Regions from separate parts of the Mus musculus genome. Here all the other regions are linked to region 1. Evidence: chromatin contacts called from public HiChIP or PLAC-seq data. All regions are on one chromosome and are shown on one strand. The core of a region is the stretch at or near the end of the contact, and the rest is flanking DNA. Distances in the headings are between cores, read along the strand shown.

Region 1 (5,088 bases), core at 1,132-3,631:
CTCTTGTATGATGCACTGTGTCTCCAAACGCTCCCCTAATGATTCTGTCCCCATCCCCCAGAGGTTGAAAGACGGTCCCGTGCGAGAGACTCTGTTCTGCTTTTCAGCTTTGCCTGTTAGGGTCTAGTGTCGGAACACAGTCACCATCACAGGCACTCAGAGATCTGCAGCTCCTTCCTTCCCAACTCTACCTCAAAGCCCATTTTAAAAGCATCACTTGAATATTTCATCCACTTCAAATACAACTCCCTGCATTAAGCTTGTCAAGGTCCATGACTGCCGATGAGAAGAGACAGGTGAGATGACATCTGCACTTCTTACTGTGCACAGAAACTCGTAGATGAACACCCTCTAATCAGGTGATGTCCTGGACAGATTGTAAGGTCTCAAGAGAGAATACAAAGTGCACAGAGCTGCTAGGGAGGGAAATCCCAAGAGGGACCATGAAGGAGACAGAGAAGAGAAGCTTCAAGCAATGCTGTGACTCTCAGAGACAAAGCTTCTTACATGCCCAGAGGGACAAGCCTGCAGTGACTCACTTCCTGGTTTCTCAGGTCTTCCTTCCCTACACAATCTACTGGTTGGAGAGAGTGGCAGTGCCAGTTGTCATTGAGATACTGATCTGCTGCCTCTTCGGATCACTGACACTGAAGAAAGCAGAACTTACAGATTCAATTCTTTCCTGTTCAGTAGTTTGTCATATAGGGCCACCATATTCCTGTTACATACACCTAATTGCTTTTCAATGGATCTTTCTCTACGTGTATAAACAAGAATGAGGCCAAGAACCAGAGAAAATATTGTATCTTATCTACTCCATCAAATTCTGTTGCTTTCATCTGCATGATTTCCACACTGGTCCACTTCTCCTGCATCATTGTGAGTCTAGTACTCTCTCCTGTCCAGGCTCCCTAGCAAGCTTCCTACCTGAGTTCCAGTGAGTAACTCAGATCTTCCCCTTCCTCCTTATAACACATTCAGGTGTTTACATATGCCTCTCTCTTCCGATTACGTTCTCCTTGAAGGCTTCTATGAGCTTTACATTGTTGTTAACATTCAAAAAGAGATTACAAAACATGTCACAGTCTAGATCCCAATCAGGTCTCACCCGACCTACTCAAAGGCTGTTTTAGTTTCATGATGCTCCCAGCAAGTCAAGATGCCCCTGCATCCTCCTATTCTGAGCCTTGGATATGTGCTTTCCTGTCTGAATAAACTTCCCACACTCGTGTTTCTACATGTTTCACAACAAAACAAAAATAAAAACAAAAACAGATCTCAACTGATTCTCCTTTAAAAAGACCTGAATAGCATCAGCAGAAGGGGCAAAGCTTACTGGGCCTTACCTTTAAACAAAGAATTACAAATAACTGAGGAAGACCAAGAGTGAAAGAACAGTCATTTCCATCTCTAGGCAGGAGTTCCCCAAGTGGTTATCTTATAACAAGTGGTCAGCCCTGAAATCATGTACAGAAAAGTAATACTAAATGGACTGAGCAGGTTGAAGATTTTATATATATACATATATGTGTGTATGTACATATATTACATATATACACACATATACATATACACACATGTATATATAATACATATTATATATACATATTATATATACATGTGTGTGTGTGTGTGTGTATGTGTGTGTTGTGTACAAACAGTAATGAAGAGGAAAGAGAGTATAAATTTGAGAGGAAGCAAGGTGTGGGTAGGAGGGGTTGGAAAGAGGAAAACGACATAATTATGTTTTAATTAAAAATAAAACTTTCCTTGGCTTTCATGTTAGGTTAGGTTCAAAGGATATTATAAATCTACACATTCTACACTTGATTTTTAAAAATCAATTAGTGCCCTTGTCTTTACATGCTCATCCAATTGTCAGTTTCTTCTGCTTCTTTGTGAGTGGCAGGCACTGCACCATTGCCATACCAGTATCTAGCATTGTCCCAGGATGAGAGAAAATGTCCAATAAGTATTTGAATGAACCAACTGAGTTTATAATTCCCAGCCCAGTAGTCTCTCCAATGCACAACATTACTTTATTTGGTGTCAGATGGAGCCTTTAAGCAATATGAAATGGCACCGAAGATGTAGCTCAATAACAAAGCGTGTGCTTAGATTGCAAGAGGCCCCAGGTTCAGCCCTCAGCATCTAAATCTGTCCCATAAGAACCTAGTAAGATACATTTAGATGGAAGTAACCTGCCTCGTTTGATGAAAGAAGTGACTTTCCCGTCTGACTCATCTGGAACTAACCATCAAACTCCTTTCCTTCCCCATATTTTCTCCTTCTTACTAATGGAACCACAGTTTACCAAGGCTCCCACTAGGACTCCACTGTTCCCTTGTGCCCACATCCAATCATCCATGAGTCATTACTTTTCTTTGGTACTTCTGATGTTTCCCAGAGCACACTCTCAGCCTTCATAGTTCATGGCAAGCGCATTCACTCTGGTTTTAACCACATGCTGAGGATTTCCCAATCTCTGCCACTGAGTCTTCATCTTTCCATCTCTGTATTACTGTTTCCTCCAGCTCACCATATTCTAAACATTGCTAGGTGTACGGCATCTCAGACTCAGTTCTGTTTCTGGCTCAACCTGCTGTGTCTGCACTTTCCACCTTGACCAGTGAGCACAGTCTACTGAGCTGCTCCTGCCAGAAGCCAGGTGCCTCCTTTTGGATTAGTCCCTCCTAAAATGAACCAAGAAGGTCTCACTGCTGAATCTTTCTGACAGTCCTTTCTTTCAGGGCCCATTGCTGTTGATCTGATCGAGGCTCTCACAAGTTCCTGTCTCCAGGATCATCTCCCCCACTCTCCCATTCTGCCTTCACTACAGTGGAACCATTCATGCCCTCTCTTTAGGGCTCTGGGGTCTCTACTGCTCAGAAGTCAAAAATCATCCATCCCTGTGCACTTTTCCAACTTTGCCTTCACTCTTCCAACTTTCTGTCTCACTTAGCACCTGGTCTTCAGCCACCTCCAGGACAATGTTCTTTGCCTGGTCCTTAATCTTGGATGGCATGGTGTCTTCCTTCTATATTCCTTTCTTCTGACATCTTGCAGTGATGCCTGGATATCTCCTCTGCCGCGCCCTGCTCATAGGTTATCTCCTTGGCATTGCTGCCCTTCCTGAGGGCTCCACACCCAGCTATGTTTACCTCGCTGTGTTTGTACTTCATCGCCCAATGAGTAAGTGATCACTTTGTACTCACACACTTGGAACTAAGCCACATGTTTCTAAATATGCATGTATATGAACAATACCCAGACAATCTATATAAAATATAGTGTGCATTTCAAGTCATAATACATGCCAGCTACCCAGAAGATGCCCAGCTGCTTCTCTGATAGCAATCTGGATGTGGAAGTTAGCAGAAGGATCACAGAGAAGGACCACTGCAGATGTTACATGACAGAGTCAGGACAGATACATTTGGGCACAGTGGGAAAATCTAGGAGTTTCCAGGCAACGTTGAAAGATGCTGTTTTGTTTCAAGAAAAGAAAGGGTGTAAAGGAAACATCCCAACTATACGAGCTTGAGGTTTTGTATTTGCTTGCAGTTGAGATTAATGAGCTTATTGAGGTAACTGACCTGGGCATCTAACTGCCTGCAATGCAGCTTTTCACCAGGATGCTTGCAGAATGTTCTATGTTGCAGTGTTTTATTGGGCTGTGTCTAAAGATTATTTACTCAGGAATTAAAAGCTGCACGTTGGAACAAAACTGATCTGCTTCGTTTGGAGCTTGCCTACGGGTCCTTGCTCTTCGATGACACTATGTAAGTCTATGCAGTCTTTTCCCATACACACACTGCACTTTAGTTTAACTCCTGGCTACAGTTCTCACAGGGAATTCACTTGGCTCCCCAACACTTGAAGGACAGGGAGATGGAATGACTTGCTAAGCCACCTGGCAAATTTGGACTGGGCCGGAACATGAGCATCAAGGGCCTCAGGTCCCCACTTGCTATTCAAATTACTAACCTCTGTTCCGTTAGAGCCCACAGTGATTGATTCAATATTTTGAAATCATAAACCTAAATGAGCCACCTAAATGCCTTTGAACTCACCCTGGCAAGGTGACTGGGCCAGGTCTGCAATTAATTACTGCATCAGTTTCACACATCTGGGAGCCCCATGGCTTTATTGTCTTTTTCCATGCTGCCATTAACAAAAATCACCCTTGGGAACACTTACATTAGGCAAGTATACAAATTAGGATCATTTTCACGCTGCTGGTAGTTTTATAGAAAAGGTGCCTATCTACCCAGCCATGCTTAGCCCTCTCTGAGCAATTAACAGCTTGTTTCTTAGTGACTTAGTTTTTACTTCAGCAATTTTGTGTTAGTTAACACTGGAGAGAATAGCTTCTATTATTTTATCGTTTAAAATAACACTCCTCAAAGAGTAGGAGTTTATTGCCTTAGCAATTTATAGGATTTGGTTCAAATATAAGACTAGAAATCCATCACTAAATTTATATGTAGGAATGTTTCCAAAAGTTACTATACTGTTTCTAATGTAGAAGGCATTTATTCTAAAATACCCACTTCTTGGGCCTGTAAAGATTGCTTCGTGATTAAAACCAGTGACTACTCTTCCAGAGGATCCAGGTTTAATTCCCAGCACCCATAAGCCAGCTAAGAATCTTCTATAAATCCAGCTCCAGGGTATCTGACTGCTTCTTCTGACCTCTGACGATACCAGCCATGTACATGGTACACAGACATATATGTAGGCAAAACACCCATACACATTAATGATGATGATAAATTTTAAAATTTCTAAGTGCTTTACCTTCCCAAAATTAAAAAAAAATTATTTAAACTCTCTGTGTATTTTCTCTAGAATACACTTTAGCTTCAGCGTTTTCATGTTAGTTAACTGGGAAACAAGTACCAGCTACCGTATCCCTGTTAGCTTTTGATAGTCTAACAATTAACAAATTATACACATAGAAGCAGGAAAAACCCAACACTGGGATTGTTTGCTGCACATATTCACAGGCCTAGATTTTTTAATTCCTAAATTTATCTTTGAGCTGAAAATGACATAAAATATATACTATTTTTTACAAAGTAAGCA
Region 2 (5,088 bases), core at 930-3,429, 190 kb after region 1:
CTCACCCTTAAAAACCGGCCAGATACAGCCTATGCATCATTTGTCAAGGTTTGTTAAGGACAGCACTGCCCAAAGGAAGTTTAGTACAAACCACAGAGGCAAACCAGAGATTTAATTTTAAATTGCTTGTTGGCCATATGGAAAAAAAAAAAAAGAAAGAAATACAAGGAATCAATTTAATGACATATTTAATAGATATATTGTAAATCTCTTATTTCAACATGGACTCCGTATGAAAATATAAAAGCACTATAGTACACCCTAAATCTTCAAAACCGGAGCATGTATTTTATATTTAAATCAAATCTCAGTTCAAAATAGATACATTTTAAATAATCCTTGGCTACGTGGCTACATGGTCCAGTTGTTGCCAGGCTGGACAGGAAGGACACAGATGGTATTTTCTACCTATACTAGCTTCCAAGGAATCACGCAGATCTAAGCCAAATAAGAGCATATAGATCTATAGGATCCAATCTCCTTTCTGTAGCCAGCCATATTTAGTAGTGGCTAGAGGTAGGCATGTAATAACACTAGGTATTAGTGACTCAGAGAAAGTGTTACACAATGTTAAAGGGGTAAGAGGTCTTTTTTTTGTTCACATGTCATTACCATTTTTTTTACACTCCAGATTTTACTCCCCTTCTGATCTACCCTCCAACTGTTCCACATCCCATACCTCCTCCCCAACCCCTGTCTCCACGAGGATGTCCCCACCCCATTATCCACCTCACCAGGCCTCTAAACTCCCTGGGGCCTCCAGTCTCTTGAGGGTTAGGTGCATCTTCTCTGACTGAATACAGACCCGGCAGTCCTCTGCTCTGTATGTGTTGGGGGCCTAGTATCAGCTGATGTATGCTGCCTGGTTGGTGATCCAGTGTCTGAAAGATCTTCGGGGTCCAAGTTAATTGAGACTGCTGATCCTCCTACAGGATCGCCATTAACATTTTAAAATCCCCCCCCCCTCACACTCTCACTCAGATTTATATCACATCCTATAAATGCTGATGTTCAGTTGTGGAAATAAGTATTTTGATAGTATTTCTATTAAGATTGCAGCAATCCCATAAATATTTACCATAATTCACGTGTAGTCCCAGCTACTTGGGAAGCTGAGACAGAAGGATAACTTGAGTCCAGGAGTTCTAAGCTGTAGTGTGCTATGCCAACTGGGTATCCGCACTAAGTTCGGCATCAATATAGTGACCTCCCAGGAGCAGGGGACCACCAGGTTGCCTAAGAAGGGGTGAACTGGCCCAGGTCGGGGTAAAAGGTCTTTAGGGCCACTGTACTGCTCATTGTCAGGGCCAATGCACTTTTACAATGCACAAGGTGGTGATCGATCTTCCAAGTGTGCCTGTGTGGATGGGATCTCACCGTTAGCTGGAGCAGAGACCAAATGAAAGAGGAAGGTGGGGCGGGACCAGATATCCCATCATGGCCCACTTTCTGCTTCCTGATCCACCCAGATGTGATCAACCAACTGCCTCCGGCTCTCACCTCCACCAAGCCTTGCCTGCCACAGTGGACTGGATTTCCTCAAACCAGGAGCCAAAATAAACATCTCCTCCCTCAAGCTGTGTCTTATCAGGCACTTTACTACACTGAAGGAAAAAGTAAGCAATACAATCACCAACCCTGCTGGAACTTCAGTGAGGTAAGGGTAGGTTAAGAGGGTTTAGGAGTTCTTTTCTAAAGGTACTGAGTTTCCAGTTATTTATGATACAAACGACTGACTTCAGTGACATCCCCAGTAAACAATTTACTTAAATGCTGATGTAGGCCAATGAAATCACCCCATGGCTAAGGGTGCTTGCTGCCAAGCCTTAGAACCAAGTTCAATGTCCAGAATCATCACGGTAGGAGAGAATAAGCTCCTATAAGTTGTCTCTGCCCTTTGACTTCCACATGCACACAGAAACACACACACACACACATAAGGGAGTTAATTTATTTAAAAAAAACATTTAGAAGATTTAAATAATCCTACCTACCTATGACTGAATATCCAAAATGGTAAATAGTTAGCAAGAAACAGAGAAAGTAACATGGAAGAAGGCTCTAAGGCTCAATGTGATTTTCACTCTACAAAGGTTTTGAAGTGGGAAGAGGAGGCCACCCAGTAAGGGGTGAGTTTTAGGGTGTGGATGATGTGTGGCTGAACCTTGTCCCCATGCTTAGTACCATGTGACATTTCCTCGGGAAGACACATAATGCAACAGATGCAAAGCTGCTTGCTTTCTCATTAGCATATAAGAGAATGGAAAGGCATGACTGTCTGGATTACAATCATTTCCAACCTGAGGTTAGCCTGTTAGTAAGCCTTCATGGAAGTAACAAGACAGAAGACGGCTGCACTACCAAGCGTCTAGGCAGAAACGAAGTCTTTGAAGTTCCAGTGTACACAGACAATAAAGCATTTGTAACATGACTACTTTAGCGGATTAAAATATGACAATGGGTTTTATTCATCGCTATACTTATTCAGGTGTTTGCTGTTCACTCAAAATTGTTTCACCATCCAACACAGAGCAAGCACAGGTGAGAGCTGGCTCTGGGTAATGAGTGTAACACAGTAGGAAAACTATCTCGGACCAAAACAAATGTGGGTGAAATATGATAGCAAGCCCCTGTTCTTGGAATGGAAAGCGCAGAGTCCCTTGTGCTAACACACTCAGCCTGTGACACAGTTGGCTTGTGATAGTCAAAATAAGGATGTTGCTTGTGCGCACCAGAGGGCAAACAGGCGATGGGCAGGACAGGCAAAGGAGGGCACATTACTGGGATGCTGAATAGAAAATTCACTTAGAAACTCGGAGCTAAGCTGCTTATTTTATTCTTCGCTCCTAGGTGTGTGCTAGAGAGCCAGGCCTGGTTAAGTCTTGACATCTGAGGGCAGTGCAGAGAACTGAAAACAGAAGCTCACGTGGAGAATGACAGGGTTGGAAAAGAAAGGTAGGTGAAAGCGCTAGGTGTGTTCGGGATGTGAGGGGAGAGCTGAGAGGGGGTCTTTTCATGTTCCAGAATTTTGTACTACTTATTGTTCTGGGAATGCTAACGGCTACCCTCATGTCTACTGAGGACAAACCAGAAAGTAATGGCTTCAACCAAAGTAATGTCAAATTTAGGTGTTAAGGGAAACTGGGAGAATCTTTTCAAAAGTTACTTAAATTTGGAGAGACATTTAATGCACCTATATTGGTTAAGGTATAAAAGTGGCAATGACAATCACAGGGTCCTCTTAAATTCTAATATCTCTCTCTGTTTTTTTTAATCAAGATGAGCATTAAAATGCACCAAGAGGCATTGGGTGTCACTGAACAGAACTGAGAAGAGAATCACCTTAGAGCAAAGCAAGTGAGACGGTCATACTGGGAGAGCACTTCAACCTCTGAGTTCTATTTAAAACAAAACAGAAGTTCCCTTGCATTCCTTGATGGATCTAATACAGAAGGACGGAATGTTCCCTAAGCAATAGATTTGCACCAAACTCCTTCCCTGTCTCTTTGCTAACAGCATTCACACAACTGAAAAATACCAAGGTGTACACATCTCAACCCCTCCAAAAAGACCTCTCTCCAGTTTGATTTCACTTCCATTCCTTCCCTCTCCCCTTCCCCTCTCCTAGTTCCTGTCTGATCTTCACAGACAACAGCTTTAACAACAGCCTTACTTTGATTATCACAAGGTTACTATACTAGACAGAGTGTAGTACAGTATAGGTAGAGGCCAGGGGCCTCTGCATTTTCCTTTCCTGAGGGTAGCAGCTCACATTTTAGGTGGTCCACATAATGCTATATAATAACCTGAAGGCTTCCAAAGTACTCTAGCGGTCAGCAAGCAAACTGTGGGAATGAATTCCTCCAGAATCATGTAATGCTATAAATAGCTCCCCGGCCATGGACTGAATTTCTGGAGTGTCTCTACTCAAAGGAAAAGATGAAAGTGCTGGCAAACTTTGGTCCGGTTCCAGACTTTTCTTCTATTTGTTGCCTAGTTACTGAGCTTTCCTCTGCCCCCCTGACAACCTTAGAGAGCTACAGCACTATTCTAGCAGACAGGGAGTGGGTAAGATGAATGTGTATCCGTAATTCGTCTGTTTGAATGGATTGATTCTAATGGAAGAACTAAGCTATGGAAAGAAATTAGCATATCTGGGAGGAAACCATTCCAAGAGCCAGTCTTTGTAACCCACCAAGTCTTAGAGAGAAGGGTTGATAACGCCCGTATTTCGGTACATTTATAAATTAGAATACTTTGGAAAGACTTATTCATGTTTTTTATTAAATTGTGTCATTAAAAACAAGCAAAAAAGATGACCATGACGTGATTAAAGTGGGTGACATTTAGTTACTGGAAAGCAACATGAAAGCCAGTAAGTCTTCATTGACTGGGACAGGTGTGCAGCTCAAGGCACGCACCCACGTCACATCTGGCAGAAGCTGAGGTATGGGAAGTGTTCTTTAAGGCTGAAGGAATGAAAACCAAGGAACTGAAGTTATAAATACAAAGTCTATGATCCTAAGGTTACTCAATGCTCTATATCAGTCAATGTCCCTTACAAACAACAAACTTTGCTTTTTTTAGTCATGCAACTGAACTTACACACACACACACACACACACACACACACACACACAGAGAGAGAGAGAGTCAGTAACAATGAGAATTATTCCTTATCCCCACTTAGTCAAGAAAGAGTAAAGTGCTAAGCAATAAGGAAGTACAGCCAAGTGGATTCAGTAGCTTGTCTATATTAAACCTTGAACTGTTCCATTCTAGGAGCTGTGTCTACTGACAGGCTGCTGCTGTCTCGGTGTTACAGCCACTACACTTTCAGCAGTGAGGCAAAAGCAATCAGAGGTAGAAGGTAAGAGTGTGCTGTGTTCAGAGGAACTACAGAATCAGGCTGCTGACTTCAGATAATAGCAGGCTCATACTGAAAATTTGTAAAATTCCTCAATCGATCAAGTGCTCCACTCCTGCAGTAAGAGTTGGATCATCTGTCTAGAACATGACATCTTTGCACTGGTTCTGGAATGTGCTGTACATGGTAAGTGCTTCTAGCTCACGCTCTAAAATTCAAAT
Region 3 (5,088 bases), core at 893-3,392, 160 kb before region 1:
ATTTACACTTAGATACTTATTTAATATGTTTCAGAAAAGTATAGTAGGATATGTTACAGTGTGCAGTACCCTTAAGGCTAAAAATATGAACCTTATATTGAGTTCCATAATGTAACTAAATGGGATTCCTTGCCCCATGCCTCCCACCTCCCACCTTCCTCCTGAGACAAGGTCTAAGTATGTAGCAATGGCTGTCCTAGAACTGACTTTGTAGTCCAGGCTAGTCTTGAACTAAATGGGAATTTGTTTTGTTGTTGTTGTTGTGTTTGTTTGTTTGTTTCGAGACAGGGATTTCTCTGTGTAGCCCTGGCTGTCCTGGAACTCTGTAGACCAGGCTGACCTCGAACTCAGAAATCTGCCTGCCTCTGCCTCCCAAGTGCTGGGACTAAAGGCGTGCGCCACCATCCTTGACCCAGAATGGAGACTTATTATTATTGTGTGTTGAGACTCTAGCAGCAGAATTGTGTGTGTGTGTGTGTGTATATACAATTGAAGGTCAGAGGTCCATATAGACAGTGTCCTCTTCAATTCCTATCTATCTTAGGTTTCCAGGCAAGCTCTCCTTGAACCTGGAGTCCATTGATTTAGCTATTCTGGCTGCCCAGTGAGCTTTAGGATCTCTCCGTGTCCCAGCTCTGGCATCATAAGTGTGTGCCCCTGCACCCGGGCTTGACATGGGTGCCGGAGATCTGAACTCAGATCCTCACGGTTCTGTAACAGGCATTAGACCATCTGAGCCATGTTTTCTGCTCAAAGATATTTTAAAACTGCTTTTCATAATTCTAATGGACAGCTAGAGATTAAGTCTATAATATACAGTTTATAATTTAATTGAGCTAAAATTATAGCTCAAATTTGAAATGCTCAACTAATAATAAATAAAATACTGCATTATAGAAGCCCGTTACATTTGTTCACCTCATAGATGCTTATCTGCTGTTTAATCTTGGTGATATCATTGGGCCTTGGATTTCTCTTTCTTACAGCATTGATTTAGTTTGCTTTCATTAAGTCAATACCTGTGGTCTTATGTAAACATGCCAAGAGTCATAGGCAGGCTGGACTTGCTAACATGAGCTTCAATTGTGCCTTTACCTATACACCATGAGATTCTCTGACCTTTTACTTTCTGCATTGTCTTTAAACAAAGATTCCACTCAAAGAAAACCTGTTTTGTCACTCTAAAAATATATTTTAACATAATTTTATCACACCAAATATCAAATTATATATATAATATATATATGTATATAAAATTTCAGAAATGACTATCTCTGAAATGACTCCCACTCTTCTTTGAGAGACTGAGCCATACATTGTTGTGTGTGTATACGTACATAGAATTAAATAAAGTTATTGGGGGTATATCAGGAAGTATTTCTCTGTGTAAATCATATCTAATAGTCTAAGGAAAGGTTTATGATAGAGAAAGGAATATGTACAAAATGTCCAGAGCATAAGAGGCAGAACCCACGATGACAGAGAAACAAACCATCCAGCATGTGGGTAGCAGGGACTGGGAAGTAAGGCTTGCCTACCTGCCTGTCCCTGTTTGCTACCTCACAATAGGTCATCTAAGACATTTTTCTTAGTGTTGTTCTGAAAACAAAAGAAAGCACATTTGCTATTAAAAAAAAAGTTGGGGCTGGAGAGATGGCTCAGTGGTTAAAAGCACTGGCTGCTCTTCCAAAGGTCCTGAGTTCAAAAGGTCCCAGCAACCACATGGTGGTTCACACCCATCTGTATTGGGATCCAGTGCCCTCTTCTGGTGTGCATGAAGACAGCATACTCATATACATTAGATAAGTAAATATTTTTTTAATCTTCTTTTTGTTTTTTTTTTTTTTAATCTTTTTTTGTTTGATTGTTTTTGTTTTTCGAGACAGGGTTTCTCTGTATAGCCCTGGCTGTCCTGGAACTCACTACGTAGAGCAGGCTGCCCTTGAACTCAGAAACCTACCTGCCTCTGCTTCTGCCTCCCAAGTGCTGGAATCAAAGGTGTGCGGCACCACTGCCAGGCCAGATAATTTTTTTTTTAAAAGAACAGTTGGCAAAAGACTTGCGCCTCACCACTTCTGATTGACTCAGTCCTGTTGTTCTTGGCCCATGTCTCTTGTATCCCTTCATAGTCTCTTGGCAATCTGTTGGCCTTTTCTGATTTGGCAACAACCCAGTGACTGAGTCATTGTCCTCACTGAAACAAGTTTTTAGTACCTGTAGAACAAAGCACAGACGTCTACACAACACACTCCACACACTCTGGTGCTTTACTGCTTCATTCTCCTCTTTGTCAAGAGTTTATTCTTTTCATGTTCTCCTAACTGTCAACTGGTGCACTACATTTACTGGTGCACTTTAAATTACACATTTGACTATATTCAAGTATATTCAAGTTATTCAAGTATAACTCGAAGAGCTTTATTTATATTTAAAGCTGTGAGGTTTCTTTTTGTATAGAGGAGTCTCACTTTTAAAATTGGCACAATGGTGCATATTCTTGGTGTGCAATGTGATAATTTGAGATGTGTATACATTGGGAAAATGGCTAAATCTGCCAATTTGTTTATTGTCACATTGTACACTCATCATTTGTGGGTGGATGTGCAGAGAGTACCTACAATGTCTTGGAAAATTTCAAGTATACTAGGACTAAGGACATAGCTCAGTTAGTACAGGGTTTTCTTAATATGTGTAAGGCCCTGGGGTCCATCCCAAATGCTTCTTCATACAAGTTATCCTGGTGCACATGTGGAATCCAGGCTCTTGAGAAGTGGAGATAGAAGGGTCGGAGTTACAGGGTTGTCCTTGCACATAGCAAGTTTTTGGGTTGGAGGCCAGTCTGAGATATATGGCACTCTCAGAAAAATGATGGAGAAAAGACCTTTTCAAGTGTATAGTACACCGTGGTATTATCTGAGCAGTGTGGAGTGTCATGCATTACACTTCTCATTTGATTGATATTCTGTATCCATTGAATACCAGCCCACACCTCTCTTGCCTGCGCTCAACCCCTGGTAACCATGATTCTGCTATCTGTTTCTATGATTTGGACTTTTAAACAATTTCTCCAAGTAGTGAAGTCACATGATATTTGTCTCTTTGTACCAGGCCTTTTTTTCCCCCCATTTTGAAATCCCTGTGTTGTGTTTGGCATATAACGATTATGGAATTCCTTGCTGTACAAGTGACTAACAACTTCTGAGGCCCGTCATTCTGAAGATGAATATAGTTTTCAATTACAATGACCAGTTACTCTAGATGATGTTTGTTAACTTCTAGCCTATTCTGAGGACTGCTCTCAATGCTCCTGTATTAGCATTCATAACTACTTTATGGAACATTAGTCTGTGGTTTTCAACAAGGAAACTGAGGCATAGCCAAGTTAAAGGACTTGCTGAGGCCTTCCAGCTCGTGAGATGAGTCTACAACTGGAAGCCATGAAGCCAGAGGACCCTGATCTCTATGCTCCTTATCCCACATCAGGGATGAAATGCTTTGCTGTTGGTCACTCAGGAGAGCACTGTAGAAAGCCAATAAGCAATAAACTATAACCATAGACTGTGAACACTATACCGATGACTTATTCTCTATCGCTGGTCCTCGAACATCTGCGGACATGTGTTCCATATAATTTACATAGCCTACCTTGTTTACAGCATCTTTCTGATGGGTTTTGCTTTGACTACATTGCATGTTTATGCTTCATTGTGAAGTTTTTCTGGAAAGTTGACTTAGTTCATCTTAGAGATGTCTTGAAGTCATTACTTTGGTCTCCCAGTATGACTAATTACAAGCACCATTACTAAAGGCTCAATTTTTCAAATGGGGCCTAACAGTAATGAATCTTCTCTTGTACAATGTTCCTGGAATCATTGGCCATTTATCTTCAGAGAGAGCAAAGGTGTCTTCATGAAAGAGAGTCCGTTTCTAAATGTCCGTGTGGATGAGATGGGGGTGTTTGAGGTTTGATGCCTTGCTGCTGCTGTTAGACAGGGGTCTCCTCTGTGGCTCTGTTCATCTTTTGTCTGATTTTGTTTTTAACTTTGAAATGAATGATTTCTCTCTTTCTAGACTATCACGGAAAAACATAAGCTAAATGTTCCTGAGACAATGACGGAGGTCCTTGATGTTTCTGATGAAGAGGGTGAGTCTCTCCTCTGGTCTTTTGTGATTGCTGCCATGTTGTTACACGAGGGAACTAAAATCTCTTTAGGGACAAAGGTAGTATGGATGGCAGCATCTTAACATTTAGAACTCGGTTGCAATCTTTAGTCCACTAAATTTACACTTGCCATTGAAAATATAGGCAAGTCAGGTCTATGTATCTTTGCCATTCTTACTTTTAATCTCTAATGACCAGTAAAACTGGGAAATAAGAAAGAAACTTGAAATCACCCATGTGCTTAAAATAGCTGGCTGATATTATAGCCACTATTAATACATATACTAATTATACGAAAACATTTCATATTCACATGCCTTGAAGAAATGCAAAACGTTCGTCATCAATGGTATATTAAGAAATATCTGATTAGTACAAATGCCAGAATATATATTAAGCTCAGAAGAAAGGAGCCCTAAAAAGGCATAAAAGGACCTTAGCACCAAATAGTGCAGTCTCAACACAACTAAGCCATCCTTTATGCTAGGAAAGATCTATACTTTCATGATGGTTTTAGAGTTGATAAAAATTACCTAAGCCAGTGGATCTCAACCTTCCTAATGCTGTGACCCTTTAATACAGTTCCTCATGTTGAGGTGACGCCCAACCACAAAATTATTTTTTGTTGCTACTTCATAACTGTAATTTTGCTACTGTCATGAATGACAACATAAATATCTTAAATGTAGGACATCTGACATGAGACCACCATAGGAGTTGTGCCTCAAAGGTTGAGAACTGCTAATCTAGACAGTTGATTTCAAAGCCCTGAAAAAGGCTTTTTCTAAAACAAGTGCAGGGGATGGCTGCGGGTAGGCTAAGTATCCATATTTGGCACAAAAAGGTTCTTGTCTACCTCCTCAGCGACTTTTCTTTGTTCTACATTTTGAATTTCTCTGTGCTATCTTTCTGGAATAAAAACAAAA

What was found. HiChIP or PLAC-seq counts read pairs in DNA pulled down with a chosen protein or histone mark.
Region 2: a FOXA1 HiChIP or PLAC-seq map of pancreatic cancer cells shows a contact between it and region 1. The contact joins two enhancer-like sites. A contact is called at or near these places in 1 of 15 datasets of contacts at CTCF or cohesin (the NIH/3T3 cell line), 5 of 484 Hi-C or Micro-C datasets (CD8 T cells, the HL-1 cell line, Th1 cells and 1 more) and 6 of 115 datasets of contacts at active chromatin or transcription factors (the 230-238 cell line, CD8 T cells, bone marrow-derived macrophages and 2 more).
Region 3: a FOXA1 HiChIP or PLAC-seq map of pancreatic cancer cells shows a contact between it and region 1. The contact joins two enhancer-like sites. A contact is called at or near these places in 1 of 484 Hi-C or Micro-C datasets (embryonic fibroblasts) and 1 of 115 datasets of contacts at active chromatin or transcription factors (pancreatic cancer cells).

Annotation. Positions count from the first base shown.
Region 1 is chr3:126,825,429-126,830,516 of GRCm38.p6, reverse strand. The region is part of intron 16 of Camk2d (calcium/calmodulin-dependent protein kinase II, delta); the gene reads right to left. Among named protein-coding and RNA genes, the nearest start is that of Gm15551, 160 kb to the right of the region's middle. Within about 2 kb of position 2,381, at least 71 of the 459 cell types and tissues checked have an H3K27ac peak or open chromatin away from gene starts, as enhancers often do. A contact at or near this core is called in pancreatic cancer cells, where this site is marked.
Region 2 is chr3:126,638,117-126,643,204 of GRCm38.p6, reverse strand. The region is part of intron 2 of Camk2d (calcium/calmodulin-dependent protein kinase II, delta); the gene reads right to left. Among named protein-coding and RNA genes, the nearest start is that of Gm15551, 28 kb to the left of the region's middle. Within about 2 kb of position 2,179, at least 25 of the 459 cell types and tissues checked have an H3K27ac peak or open chromatin away from gene starts, as enhancers often do. A contact at or near this core is called in pancreatic cancer cells, where this site is marked.
Region 3 is chr3:126,987,200-126,992,287 of GRCm38.p6, reverse strand. It overlaps Ank2 (ankyrin 2, brain), which reads left to right. Exons shown (of 48, transcript NM_001327938.1): 23 at 4,072-4,144. Among named protein-coding and RNA genes, the nearest start is that of Gm25501, 16 kb to the left of the region's middle. Within about 2 kb of position 2,142, at least 10 of the 459 cell types and tissues checked have an H3K27ac peak or open chromatin away from gene starts, as enhancers often do. A contact at or near this core is called in pancreatic cancer cells, where this site is marked.